Regions from separate parts of the Capsicum annuum genome. Here region 2 is linked to region 1. The links are chromatin contacts, called in public Hi-C maps. All regions are on one chromosome and are shown on one strand. Each heading gives the region's core, a stretch centred on a gene start, on an enhancer-like site or on the middle of the called end of the contact. The rest is flanking DNA. Distances are from core to core; before and after follow the strand shown.

Region 1 (2,793 bases), core at 234-2,733:
TTTATAATTATAAGGGTACTTTCATGAACCTCATGGCAAAGAGTCCAGCAACACATATAACTCCTTTTTTTAAGCCTTGTCCTATAGGCATGCTAAACCTTTTGCTTCAGATCCTTTCATTATTCTAAGCCTTCTGCATGAATTGATGAACATCTCCCATGGTACATCTCCAACTAGCATCCAATCACCATCTTTGTCTTCATAAGTTGGTGCATAATCAGATCCATTGTATCCTTCTCTTTCTGAATATACCCCTGAAGTTATTCAACACAAAACATAAGATTTTCGGATCTAACACAAACAAACATATCGAAGTACTATTTAATTTATATTATATACACTGCATGTGTAACGAAATTACTGAAACTTACCAATAGTGCACTTGAACATGTTTTGTAAAGCCTTGAGTAGCTCTGGGTAGCTTTTGTAAATCTTAAGGTCAATTTTTCTCAAATAAGGTGCTCCATCCATACTAACTTTTAAGTACATCCCTAAAGAAGTATCAGATTCTGGTTTCTTGGCTTGTACGATATTCTTCCTGTAAGATCGAACTGGTGGCCAACCAACAACTTGTGCTCTGAAATTATTAAAAAAAAAATCTTGTTAAAACCCGATCTATATAACAATATTCAAATCAACCAAGAAAAAGAGCAAAAAAATGTAAAAATAGTTCAACAACACTTACTTTGGTGCAGGAGGAGCGTACTCTTGTTGTTCATTTTCGGTTACACAAGATGAGTTATTATCATCCATCTCCGATAAAGGTCTTTTTTTGCTATTTTTAGCACTATTTGAGGTAGAAGATTGTTTCTCTGATTCATCTAGTCCAGGCAAACCTAATCTTAATTCAGTTGCCTCAAGATTCAGATCCTTCTCGTAAATCGCTCTTCGTCTTTCCATCTCCAAACAATTTATTTTCCTCCTGTAGTTCTTGAGCGGTCTGCTGTATGTTAACCGATTAGTGATACACTTAAGGAAATTGCAGAGTACTTCTGGTAATGAAGAGTTATTAGTTGTTTTGCAAATTGCAAGTTGTGAATGATGAATAATGAGGAAGGGGGGATTGATAATTTTATATGAAGAGTAAGGCTAGACAATATCTAGGTGAGTTATTCTGTATGTGCATGAATTTCATAGCATGGGAAAATGACTTGCCCACGCCTCTTTGTCAATACGCGCTTAGTTGCAGCCAGTTAAACAGACAATGTGTTGATTACGCACGTTCATTGCGAATTTTGGACACAGGTTACGTTAGTTGGAACACAAATTTTCATGCAACAGCTACTGATGTCCATCATATGACCGGCAATTTTGGGTTGCTTGATGTGTGATGAGGGAACACAAGAGGGACACTCCACACGCCAGTATTCAAAGCTGTGGTCCGGAAAATCGACGCTTAAAGTTGTTGTTATGTGACCAGAAAGTCACCCAGTCAAATTGTAGAAACAGTCTCTCGCTACCTACAATAAACACTTGTACTTCGAGTCTTCCCCAAGCAGCGAGAATTTAGTGCATCAAACTGCCTTTTTTAATTTTAAGATTATAGTCCTAATGATTAATGAATTAGTTTGATCAAATGGAAACATGACTAGCGTTACGTTACATGAACTAGGTTAGGGTATTGTGTATAAGATATAGATATATAGAGATTCACATGTTGCGTGATTACATGCGTAAATTTTGTTCCGTATTATTTATAACTAGTGAAATTGTCCGCACTTCGTACTATTATAAAAGCTCATAAAACATCAATAAGATAAAAGTCCATAAAACATCAATAAGTTTTAAATATAAATTAAATAGAAGAGGTATTTACAATCTCTCTCTCCTATACACACACTCGGACATATAAGTCATTGAATAGAGGAAAACTTTCGATTAGCCGTTAACAAACTTTCAATAACATCATAAGTTACTATTTTAACGAAAAGAAATTTATAAGCTTCCTATAATTAAAAATTCATATAACATAAAAAATAAAGAGAAATTATAGGGAGAACATACAAAAAGATAAATAATGAAACATCATTCTTATGGCCTTAATCATTAAAAGATAAAAGGAAAAAAAAATGAAATCAGTGCACAATCTTTCGAGCTCTTGTCGACACTATTCACTCCCACAAGCCGATCACCATTCAATAGCTTTCATCTTATTAAATAGAGAAAATGGCCACAAGCCCCCCCAACCTTTAACCCAAATCTCAACTACACACTTTTACTTTGCGGAGGTCCTATCACATCCCTGAGCTATTTTAAAGTGGAATAATTACCCCCTGAAAACTGATTCCCAGATGTGTAATGGAAAGTGAGCAACACCACTTGCCATGTAATGCCACGTAATTTCCATGTAATATTATATTTTTATATAAAAAAATTAATTATTATTCTTTATATATATATATATATGTATATATTTTCTTTCCCTTTCCCTTTCCCTTTTTCTTTTTCTTTTTTTTTCCCTCCTCCATACTTTGGAAACGGATTCTGCAATTTCCAAGTCTTAAAATGGCCAAGAGGGCAAAACATCCATTCTTTATCTGATTCATGTTTCCAATAGTTCTTTGTCACTACCCAATTCTTCCCCAGGATTGAATCCTTCCCCTTTCGATTACCCAACTCTTTTGAGGTGTTTTTATGTATCAACCATGTTCTAGTTTTAGCCTTCATTAGTTAAAAGCAGCCCACTTGACTGCTGTATCTGTGCCTTTGTCCTTCAATTTGCCAAACAAAACCATTTCAAGGAAATAGAGAAAATGATTTCGGTATGACACACAACGAAGATGAAACTTGGAC
Region 2 (2,700 bases), core at 34-2,533, 130 kb after region 1:
TCTATCTTATATATATACAACGTCATTTTTTACCGAAAGGGTTCGGGTGAATCCCATGGCAACCACGTAGGTCCGCCCCTCGTTAATTTAATAATGTTAATTTAATAAAATTTTAATTATGTTAATTTGATAACGTTAATTTAATATACTACTACTACTATCCTTAATAACGTTTTATTAAAACTATAATTTTTATTATTATTAGTATAGGTTCATCTTTAATTTAATATTTAAATAAATAATATTTAGATATATTAAATAACTTAAATTCATCCTCTGTTTTAGTAATATATATACATATCCGCTTGATTTTTTCGTATGAGGCTAATCCGCCTAATTTATAAATCTTCAATATTGCTCTTTTTCCGCAATGACAAAAGAAATTAGATGTCATTTTCATCTTTGAGCCGAAATAATGAAAAAATAATAGTGAAGAGTCATTTAAAGGTCATATTTGTGCAGTTTTGAATAGTTAAAGTTCATATTTATGCACTGTCAAAGTTTAAGGTCATATTTATGTATTATGCCCTTAGATTTTAAGCTGGATGCGCTCAGTTTTGCGTGTTGAATACGCGTTTTTTCACGTAGGATTAGAGGTCATATTTGTACAGTTTAAAGGTCATATTTGTGCACTGTCAAAATTTTAAGTCAAAGTTATAATTTAATGTCAAGTTTAGAGTCATTTTTACGTATTAACTCTTTAATTTATTATGTCAAAATTTTTACTTATCCTTTTTGCTAGTTGCTATCCTCTCCTCCATCCATATGCGTATTCATCGTATGAGCAATGGATACATGTCGTGATTCAATGTATGTTTAGTTGCCTTGTATTGGTTTTGTCAAGAGAAATGCATTAAAACCCTTCAAATTTATCTACCCAACTTATTTTAACACTTAAACTTATCTGTTATTTATTTATCCCCTTAACATTTTTAAAATGAATTAATTTAAATCCTAATTCTGACGTGACATTTTAAAAAAAAAAATAAAAAATGCGTGATTTATTTTTTTTTAAAAAATGATCTCACTTTTCTATAATATATATATTCAAATCACACCCTTTTTTCTCCTATATATCCAAATTACACCCTTTCTTATCCTATATATCTAAATCACACCCTTTCTTCTCTAATGCCACCCACCCCTCACCCCACATCCCCGCACCCCTCGCACTCCTTTCTTTTATTTTTTTCTTATACCTTCGCCCCTAACCCACCCCACTCAATCCCTTTTCTCCTTCTTCAAATCCACTATCTCCATTTTTATTAGATTTCATCAATTTTATAAGAAAAAAATGTGTATAAAAAAATTGATTGTTGATGAAAGTTTTGATTTGAATCAACAAACAAATTTGGATGTTTGGATTGGATGCAAGTTTTGATTTGAAGTAGCAACTTGATCTTTATGGATTACGAATTTCATAATCCATAAAGATAAATTTGAATGTTTAGTTTAATCCATAAATTTGAATTTCGAACTTGAATTTGAATGTTTGGTTTGAATTTTGTAAGCTTTGTTTTGTAATTTATTTTTATGGATTCTGGGGTGGGGTACGGGCTGCCAGGGGCGGGGATGGGGGTGGAAGAAGAAAGGGGTGGTGGGGATTGAAGAAGAAAGGGATAGGGGCGGGGTGGGCGGAGGGGAGGGGGTAATATTGTATAATAAATAAATTAGTGGAGTCATTTTTATTAAAATAAATTTTGACGTGGCGCTAATGTGGCGCAAGTGTAATACACTATCCGTAGTGAGAGTGATGTTGTATTTTTAAGGTGGTATATAATCACTTCAAAAAGATTTAGAGGGGTAAATAATTATCCATAAAGTTTAAATATTAAAGTAAGTTATCGGGACAAGTTCGGAGGCTGTTTTGGTAATGTGATATTTGTTTTTTTTTAATATAATTTTGAACAATTTTCATCTAATAGAATTTTTATGATTGAGTAGATTTAATATTTATTTTTAACATAATACTACAACAAGATTTGTCTCATTTCTTAATGTTCCCCATATTATATTTTGCCCTCCAATCCATATTAAATGTGGATTATAAACTTAGTCTCTTTAATTATACGGTCTTATAGTTAAATATTCACTCCGTCTCAACTTATCCGTTTCAAATTTTTTTATTTAATTTTCCATTTTACTTGTCATTTTTTATTAATCAAGAAGAGACATAATTATTTTTTCATATTTTACCCTTTGCATTAATTAATTTTTCTTTAAATTAAAATATAAACATCATTTAATAGGGGCATTATGATAAACTAGCCATGTCATTAATTATTTTTCTTAATTTTATCTCAATTTGGGATGGATAGTTTGAAACAAATGGAGTATTTGTTAAATTGAGTAAATTCCTCATATTATCACTCAACTAAGAAAAATATTTCAATAAAGTCATTTATCTTTTTTTTGTTCCAATAATATCATCGAACTTTATGCATTTTTCTTAAAAATCAATAATCGCTAAAAGTGACTCAAAAGATAAGGGAAAAATGATCACAAAAGTCCCTTAAGTTTGAACGTTGAATTTAAATGATCTTTATTAGTTAACAAGACGAAATATCGATAACCTTTCAACTATAAAACTTAGTGAGTACAATCTTCTTTCAACTTCTAACTGCTCTATTAAATCTAACGGTATTCACCAAAAATTACAATTAAAATTGTTAGAAATAAGTTTATATGTACTGCATTTAT

The links. Hi-C and Micro-C count contacts between places; a contact is called where the count stands out from the background.
Region 2: a contact with region 1 is called in a Hi-C map of leaf, with 2.6 times the contacts expected there. The contact joins the enhancer-like site here to the promoter of LOC107863844 in region 1. A contact is called at or near these places in 3 of 5 Hi-C or Micro-C datasets (bud, leaf and placenta).

Annotation. Positions count from the first base shown.
Region 1 is chr3:53,339,564-53,342,356 of UCD10Xv1.1, forward strand. It overlaps LOC107863844 (auxin-induced protein 22D), which reads right to left and starts at 1,484. Exons shown (of 3, transcript XM_016710004.2): 1 at 686-1,484; 2 at 372-577; 3 at 1-254. The coding sequence starts at 900. The coding sequence ends at 82.
Region 2 is chr3:53,468,853-53,471,552 of UCD10Xv1.1, forward strand. No RefSeq gene overlaps it. Among protein-coding and RNA genes, the nearest start is that of LOC124897380, 61 kb to the right of the region's middle. Within about 2 kb of position 1,284, at least 4 of the 5 cell types and tissues checked have an H3K27ac peak or open chromatin away from gene starts, as enhancers often do. A contact at or near this core is called in bud and leaf, where this site is marked.